Linked DNA regions of Mus musculus: region 1 is linked to region 2. Evidence: chromatin contacts called from public Hi-C data. All regions are on one chromosome and are shown on one strand. The core of a region is the stretch at or near the end of the contact, and the rest is flanking DNA. Distances in the headings are between cores, read along the strand shown.

Region 1 (4,491 bases), core at 1,063-3,562, 200 kb before region 2:
GGCTGCCCTGAAACTTGCTTTGTAGACCAGACTGGCCTCGAACTCAAAGAGATCCACTTTCCTCTGACTCCTGAGTGCTGGGACTAAAGGTGTGCGCCACCATGCCTGATGTGCTGTCCCTTCTTTGTTGCTAGCAGGCCACAAACTTCTGTTGTCAAGTGTCGAACTTTACGATCTCTGCTTGTGTTATTTCAGGGCCCCCGGTGTTCTCCTGGTCATTGATACTCTATATTCCCCATGCCTTACATTTCAGGCTCAGTTTGAAGGTCAAAAGTGGTATTATTTTGCTTTCCTCAGAGTGAGATTGGGTACTTTTTGATGTAATGATTATCCAGGTCCATTCCCTTTCTGTGGTGTGCACATTTCAATCATTTTTTTTATTGTCAATTTGTGTGAGTTGTTTGTATATGCTAGATTCACTCATTTCACATATAGTTAGTGGCATGCGATGCTGCTCAGTTGGTAGAGTGCTTGCCTAACATGCATAAAACCCTGGGTTTGCTCCCCAGCACCCTATAAACTGCTTGTGGGGACACATTCCTTTAATCAAGTATTGGGAAGGTGGAGGCAGGAGGGTCAGAAGTTTAGAGTCGTCTTCATCCAACTAGGGTAGCAGCAATAAATAAGAACTTAAATTCCTAAGAGGAATTTGGATAAAGTAAGATGTAAATAAATGAATAAGACAACATAGGTACTTACAGGTACCATCAAAGTAAGAAGAAAGTCCCGCCATCTCCCCAAAACTTCCCTCCCCTGAATACTTGATACTAGGCAGGTAGTGGGGGAAAGTGAGCGCACAATGAGTAAGGCGAGGAGCTGGATGTGCTCAGAGACAGCAGCGTGTGCCTCCCCAGAGATAGGCTTGTGTGAGCAAGGAAAACAGGGTGGCTAGGCGGACAGTCAGATAGCTGCAGGTGGATGTCATGTGGCAGTCTCCTCACCCCGGCTGACTGCGAGGGAAGGGTCTAGCTTCTGCAACTGCTCCTTCCAGGGCCAGGCCAGGTTAGCAAGCAACAGCCGTGCTCTCGGGGCTGGTGCATTAGGACTGGATCAGTGGGTTTGTGTTGTTGTAAGGCCTGGGCCCTCTCTTATTTAATAAAGGAACATTTTCTGTTTCAGATTACCTAGGAACAGTGCGATTTGGGGTTATCACAGATAAACACCTTGCGAGACTGGTATCCTTAGTGCACTCTGGAAGTGTGTATTTACATAGACATTTCAACACATCACTTGTAAGTATTTTAAAATCACATTTGTATTAGCGCAGCGGTTCTTAACCTTAGTAGGTCACAGACTCAATTAAGAACTGGATGAAATGTATGAGCCTCTCCCTCGGAAAGAACATGTGATTTCATGTACAAATTGAGAATTCCTGTAAGCCCACTCTAGAACCTAGTCCTGATTAAGATCCGTGCCTTAGAGGACTCTTAACTGTGCTGTCTAGAACCTGTTTGCTTAGATTTTAGAGTCTGGAATAGCTTTGCTGGGTTGTTGCCCTTCTTGAGTGAAGCTGCGGCTACTCAGTGGTGATCTCTCACTCTAGGTGCATGATCTCTGAGATGAGCGTCTACTGGGCAGTATTGTTCGTGTGTTCTTGTATGACGTGCAGGGGCATGAGCAGCTTATCCCTGCACTAATAGTGCAGTGTTGAAGTTGTTGTCAAGACACAGTGAGGAGCTGATAGCTTCTCACCTCAGAGGACCTGGTTCTCACCGTCTCCTTTGTCTCCTGACTTCCTTTGCCTTTGTGCTGAGCCTGCTGCCACTCACCCACTCTGAGCATTGAGCTTCACAACTGTGTTCTTGCTACTTAAATAGTCGTTGCTGACAGGATATTTTCTGAAGTATTTTATTTTTAATTATATTTATTTCGTCTCACACACGCCACGGGTCCAAGGACAATTTGTAGGAGTTCATTTTCTTCTACCACAAATGTCGTAGGAATGGAACTCAGGTTGTCAGACTTGGCAGCAAGTGCCTTTATCCACTGAGCCCTCTGGATGGTCCTCTGAAGTGTTTTCATTGCTGACAGGATCACTGGTATTTGGTTTCAGTGGAGATTTCTTCAGGTCTTTCTAGATGCTGTCGAAAACTCAATAGGGATTGCCCTTGCTTGCCAGTCATTTTAGCATCTGTCTAATTCTTAGAGCTCACAGATATTGTGCTTTTTTTCTTGGTATTCATATTCTGTTAAAATGTATTTTTGTGTTTTCCAAATAGAAATGTTTTAAACCCCCACTGTCCTCCTCTGAGCATTGCTGCTGGCTGCCTCTCCACAGCCTGCCCACTCTCCTTGTGCCTGTCTCACTTTTTACTTCCTCTGCTTTGCTAGCTCTCATTTTCTCACACCATCGTTTTAGCCGACGTGTATTTATAGCACAGAACACTGCAGAAGAGTAAGGGGGAAAAGGAGAACTGGGCAGTAGTTCTGGGCAGTGTTTACCAGCATATATCTTTTATCAAATGAAGTATTATTGGAAGGTTAGAGTCTTAAAAAGCAGTAGGCACATTCATGTGAAGTCACTTAGGTCTCCATTCTAGTGTTCCCAACGCTTCATTTTGTGAAACTTTCCAAAGTACCACTCTGGAAATTGTTTGAAACTTGTGATTTATATCAAGTGTCTTTCAAAAGTACTTTTATATTACAAACAACAACAACAAAACCCAAAGGGAAAACGCCTCCAAGTGTCTCTTTCCTGCTACACATGATGTGATCTACAGCCCGTGTAAACTCAGGTCACTCTGCTGAATCCCTGTTCAATGCCAGGAATGTGTCCAGCTGCTGGGGTGACCTCGAACAAAGCCTTTAGAGCTTCTGCCTAGTGGATGCTTCACTCTGGCCTCTGGGACAGAATCTGACAAGCTAAGATTAAGATATAACATCCTGTAACAATAGACAATGGACCTAGATTATTATAAACACCACGTGGTGCTCTGTAACTCTCCTTAGGGTGTTTAGAGGTCATTACAGCCACCTGAAGACAGGGAGAGTGTCTGGATAGTTGAGTCTCTCAGGGGACAAAAGGTGAACCCAGTGATATGAAAGTCACCTCTTGCTCCCATGGTGGCTTTCAGCCCACTTGTTGAGACTGTGTGGAGAGGTGGGCTAAGTGTTGGCTTTATGGCCCGTAGTCATGGCCTCTGGGTGCCTTTTCCTCCCTTACAGTGCAGCTTGACCCGGCCTCTGGAGTGCGGTACTAGTCTTTCGCTCTGCCTTGTCTAACACACCTCTACATTATTCTGTTATATTTGTCCTTGGCAGGTCTTCCCCAGGGAAGTCATGAACTTCACAGCTGAGAACATCTATAAGTGGGCCTCAGAAAACCAGGAGACCCTCTTCCGATGGCTACAGCCTCATGGAGGCAAGAGTCTGCTGTTGAACAATGAGCTGAAGAAAGGACCAGCACTCTTCCTGTTCATACCGTTTGATCCCCTAGCCGAGAGACATCCTCTTCTAGATGAGGTAAGAGGCCTAGTGATTCTGACACCTGTCAATAGATCTCCTTCCACGTTAAAGGGCACTAACTAATCCATCATCACAAGGAGTCATCAGGAATAGTTGCTGGGGCTCAGTGGCTTTTGCCTGGGACCGGGATTCCCCAGCTTCTCTTGTCTATTCGTTGCTCCAGTCTGGGGTGAATAGCAGAGAAGGGAAATGAACTTGTTTCCCCAGAGACCTAGTAAACAGCACTTCTTCAGATGGCTGCACTGACCTTCCTGTTGAGGGGCGATGGGAGCTCAGGCAAGCTGGTAAAGCCTAGGGCCTGCCACTTTTGGGGACCTCGCCAGGCACAGCTGCACTGATGATGTGTGTCTTTCTCTAAACCTTATAGGCAGGTTTCCAGAGACAGCTGCCCTGCCTGGAGTCTTCCCTCCCTCCTGCCTTGCTTTCTGGGATATCCGTTCTCTCTAGACATGAGTTCATTTTACACGTGAATCATTTGGAGGCACTTAGAGGGAGCAATAGCAATCAGCAGAGAGCCTGGGATTGCTAAATTGGATTTACTAGGCTTTTTTTTCTTTCCTTCAAGGATCCCTTAATTGGCCCAAACTATAATCTGAATCACTGTAACACAGCCCAGGCGAAGCAGACAGTGCCTGTCCCTGGGCCTCTCAGCACTGCTCTGGAAGCTGGGGAGGAAGTCACTAGCCAGGCTCGCCATGCTGTTCTCCAGCATTTGTTTCAAGTTGCCATCCCGACTGGGAGCTTTCTAATGGCTGCACAGCCTGGCTTTAAAGGAAAAGTAGAGAGAAGTGAAGCGGCTCTGTTCCTCCCACTGAACTGAAGTGGGACTCAAGGCTCCATTCTTTACAAAGTGTGCACTGCATGAATGCTTTATGGTCCAAGAAGCTCTTTCCATGCCCAGGCCTCTGTACCATCTAGATTAAGAGTTGACAAGGTCTTTGGAGGTTTTTACTTTAACTTTTGAGACGTGACTTGACTTGAGCATGCAGGGTGCAGGGCAATGTTGGCAGGAGTCTAGTCCCTCAC
Region 2 (4,403 bases), core at 1,715-4,214:
ACTTCCACATGCATGTACACGTGGGTGTACACACACATGCACAGACGTTAATAAAAATGTAATCAAAATAAATGAACAACAAAAACCCCAGGAAAAATAAGTTTAGGATCCTCCCGTGCCTGCTGGGTCCTCCGCCCTCGCCACCACCCCTGCCCCTGAGTACTTAGAGTGGGAGGTTGGGAAGTCAGAGACAGGGTGGAGAGAAAAACTCTGTCCTGTGGCCAACTGCCATGAGAACAGGAGTAAGAAACAGAAACAGCGTTGAGTAAGAAGATGATGCAGCCAGGCAGTGGTGGCGCACGCCTTTAATCCCAGCACTTGGGAGGCAGAGGCAGGTGAATTTCTGAATTCAAGGCCAGCCTGGTCTACAGAGTGAGTTCCAGGACAGCCAGGGCTACACAGAGAAACCCTGTCTCGAAAAGACAAAAAACAAAAAAACAAAAAAAAGAAAGAAAGAAAGAGAGAGAGAGAGAGAGAGAGAAGAGAGAGAGAGAGAGAGAGAGAGAGAGAGAGAGAGAGAGAGAGAGAGAGAAAGAAAGAAAGAAAGAAAGAAAGAAAGAAAGAAAGAAAGAAAGAAAGAAAGAAAGAAGCCGGGCGTGGTGGCGAACGCCTTTAATCCCAGCACTCGGGAGGCAGAGGCAGGCGGATTTCTGAGTTCGAGGCCAGCCTGGTCTACAAAGTGAGCTCCAGGACAGCCAGGGCTACACAGAGAAACCTTGTCTCAAAAAACCAAAAAAAAAAAAAAAAAAAAAGAAAGAAAGAAAGAAAGAGAAAAAAGAAAAAAGGAAACAGGTAGGCTAAGAAGCACCAGCCCCTGTCTAGAGCCCAGGTTCTGCTACTCTGTGCCTCCCCCTGTCAGATCTGCGATGTAAGAGGGCAGTAAAGCCAGGCACTGGCGGGGATCTCATCCAGTGTCAGTTAGTGTGGACTGGCCATGTGCTGTGTGCCAAACCCTGATCCAGGCTCAAGGAAAGTGGCAGAGACCAGAAGGAAAAGGGGACCCCCTGACCTCAGTGCGTGTGTGTGCACACACACACAGACACACACACACAGACACACACACACAGACACACACACAGACACACACACACACAGACACAGGCACACAGACACACAGACACACAGACACACACACACACAGAGGTCATCTTAAGTGACCAAGCCCTGCTGGAGAGGAGAATGACTGCATTTTCACCCCATTGTAAAGGCAAGAAAAGGGAGGCATAGGACATTAGGTCCTGGGTTCCATGCTAACTGATGATCCTGTGGATGTGGTCAGACATCAGATGGGGTTGGCTGGCAAACAGTGTGTGCTGTGTATGTTTGCTGAGACAAGGTTACAGTATGTAGCTCGGGTTGGCCCAGGTTGGCCTAAAACTCATGATCCTCCTGTCTCTGCCTCTCAAATTCTAGGATTGCAGGCATGTGCCGCCATGTTGGGCTTTTTATTTCCTTGTCTTTCCGTGTGTGTGTGTGTGTGTGTGTGTGTGTGTGTGTGTGTGTGTGTGTGTGTATGTGTGTGTGTTCACATGCACGTGGAGGTCCCAGGTTAATCTCAGGAATCGCCCTCAAGCATTTTCACCTTGTTCTATGAGGCTAAGTCTCTCAATCAAACCCAGAACTCACCAATACATCTGTTTGCATTGGAGATTCCACCTGTCCCTTCCAAGGCTAGACTAGAAATGAGTCACCATATCCACAGGGTATTTATGTGGGTTTGGGGATCTGCACTCTGGTCTTTACACTGGTGGCAAGTGTTTTAACCACTTCGCCATCTCCCTGGCCCCATGTCAGGCTTTGATTGGCAGCTCTTGGAGCACAGGGCTGCTGAGTGCCCTCCAGTGTCACACTCTCTGTGACTTTAGGACAACCTCCGAGTGGAGGACATAGCTGTCCCCTGATCTTGCCAGCTGCTTTAATGTCTGTGGTCTGTCTTTTCTCCACACCCAAGCATCCCTGGCACCTCCTGGTCCTGCAGAGCCTCCTCTTACAGGGGACCTCACAGTGGACAAACTGTGCTAGCATCACTCTCTGGAGACCAAGGCTGTCCTGAATGGCCAAGAGGAGAGGTTATACACTATGGTGCTGGGCTGCCAGGCTGGACACCTCTATGTGAGTGGGCTGTTGGGAAGATGTCTGGGAACAGAGCACCCACTCACCTCGTCTGCACAGGCCTGACACACACACAGACACAGGCACACAGACACACACAGACACTCACACACAGACACAGGCACACAGACAGACACACACACACATATACACAGACACACACACACACATATACACAGACACACACACACACATATACACAGACACACACACACACACACAGAGGTCAATGACCATAGGGTTCTTTCCCAGAGCCTGGAGGGATGCCTGGTGGCTTGGAATCCTCGAAATGTGAGTAACCTTCCCACCCCAATTGTCCGTGTTCAGTTTTATCACCTCTGATCCAGACTAGCATGATGTTTTTCTGCCTGGAATCTTTGCCTCCCTCTGTGTCTCATGCTACAGTCTGCTTGGCAGCCATAGGGAACGTTACAAGATGCTAGCATGGTTTGTTATAGCCCTGCCCCAAGAACTCACAGCTTGCCTTGGGATGGCAAGCCCAGTTCTGCTGCCACAGCTGCTTCATCCAGGTCCTCTACTGCCTTCCTGAATCTTTCCTGCCTCAGGTCCTTGGCACATCCTGCAGTTGGAGCTGCCACTGCTCCTTCAGCTTCAGTTTCCTTCTGCCATCTATAGAGAGTAAATTCACACCTCTTGTCTCCTTAAATGATTTCGCCACTCCCCACACCCACACACTCCCCACCTTATCCCCCCACCTCTCTATTCCCAGTTCAGCTCTGAGCCTCTATGTGACATGGTCTACTTACGTTTGCATGATTGCCTCTCCAGTCTGCTCTGCCGGTTGTAGTGCTCCCAGGGGCTTCCCTAGGAACCATGACTTCTCCAATTTCAAGGGGTGTGGTATATAATAATTGCTTAAGGCGTCATTGTAAGTCAGTCAGCTTGATGCTATTTATAGTTCGCTAGCCTGCAGAAATAGCAGTGTCTCTTTCAGGCCTGTGGGTTCGTGGTCTCTGTCACAGTGACTTCATGTCCTTACTCAGTGTGCAAGTACAGAAGTAATTGCTTAGTGAGTATGTGCAACTATATCCAAATAAAACTTTATGGGACTGGAGGGATGGCTCAGCAATTAAGAACACTTGGTGTTCATTCAGAGGACCCTAGTTCAATTCCCAGCACCCATAACCACCCTTAACTCCAGCTTGAGGCATCTGATGGCCTCTTCCAGCCTCTACAGGCACCTGTATTCATACCTAGAGACACAGGACTAAATATACAAATAGCAGATGGCGGGGTCAGGAGGACCTCTGAGAGTATGTAGCTCACCTGGTCAAATTCCAGACCAGCCAGGACAATACAGGCTGCACTGGCCTGTGGCCTTTGATTTGCAGTCTTGGCACATACACCCTAGCCTCACATGGCCCATGTCCCTGGGCCTCAGCTCCCTTTCTTGTGGAGTGGGCAGTGTGTCTGTTTTTCCATAGTGGCCATAGCTCAGAGAGTAACTGGTCCTAAGCACGTGACATGTTTACCAGGCCCTCATTAGACTCCTGACCCGCTCAGGAGAGATCACCACAACCTCCAACAAGCATTTATTGAACACCGACTGTGTGCACACAGAATAAAATAGTGCTTCTCTTCTCTAGGAAGGAAGATGAAGCCAAGCATGCAGTGGGATGAGCATCCCATCCCAGGACTTCACTTCCCCATAATCTCGGGGGCTGGCAGTGGCTCCTCCAGATGCTGGCCAGTAATGTCCAAGGGGAAATGTAAGACCCCTGAAGCTGGACCTCCGTTCAAGTCCTGGGATGAGCTGGCCAGCACTCCAATGACTCGAGAGAAAACCACACCTGATGCAAACTGCAAGAGTCTTTATTATCAGCTAGCTGAGGAGGAACTCCTTCTGTCATGCAGGGCAGGGGAGTTTGACCCCCAGCAGTAACAGTAGGGGGCTTTTAAAGGAAAAGTGAGGAATTGGGAGGAGTTGGGAAGAGAGTTGGCTGCAGCTCCTCTCTGGCGAGGGATGGGGAGTGAGCTGCAGCTCCTCTCCAGGTCTATCTCCGTGTCCTTGGCTCAGGGAGCCAGGCAAGCGCCTGGATAGGTCTTTTTACAATTATCGCATCTCTGGTTGTAAGTATAGAAACAAAAAGGCTTTTTGCTGTCTATAGAGAACAAAGAGCTTCTTTCTGGCTGTATCCCCAGAGATCGGGAAAAACAGACTTGGGGGAACATCCAGGGGCTTTACCTCCCACGGAGAAACGCTCTGAGTTGGGGTCTCACAGAAACAGAACAGAATACCAAGCCAGACACTGCAGGTGTGGCTCCCAGTG

What was found. A called contact is a pair of places that touch in the nucleus more often than the background predicts.
Region 1: a Hi-C map of bone marrow-derived macrophages shows a contact between it and region 2, with 35 read pairs. The contact joins two enhancer-like sites. A contact is called at or near these places in 1 of 39 promoter capture datasets (embryonic stem cells), 3 of 15 datasets of contacts at CTCF or cohesin (CD8 T cells, the NIH/3T3 cell line and large pre-B cells), 26 of 484 Hi-C or Micro-C datasets (the AML12 cell line, B cells, the Ba/F3 cell line and 18 more), 6 of 115 datasets of contacts at active chromatin or transcription factors (the 230-238 cell line, T-cell acute lymphoblastic leukemia, bone marrow-derived dendritic cells and 3 more) and 5 of 9 other capture datasets (adipose tissue, embryonic stem cells, liver and 2 more).

Annotation. Positions count from the first base shown.
Region 1 is chr16:11,090,557-11,095,047 of GRCm38.p6, reverse strand. Txndc11 (thioredoxin domain containing 11) reads left to right here. Exons shown (of 12, transcript NM_029582.2): 6 at 1,120-1,232; 7 at 3,262-3,462. Among named protein-coding and RNA genes, the nearest start is that of Snn, 27 kb to the right of the region's middle. Within about 2 kb of position 2,312, at least 50 of the 459 cell types and tissues checked have an H3K27ac peak or open chromatin away from gene starts, as enhancers often do. A contact at or near this core is called in bone marrow-derived macrophages, where this site is marked.
Region 2 is chr16:10,896,117-10,900,519 of GRCm38.p6, reverse strand. No RefSeq gene overlaps it. Among named protein-coding and RNA genes, the nearest start is that of Gm21859, 16 kb to the left of the region's middle. Within about 2 kb of position 2,964, at least 40 of the 459 cell types and tissues checked have an H3K27ac peak or open chromatin away from gene starts, as enhancers often do. A contact at or near this core is called in bone marrow-derived macrophages, where this site is marked.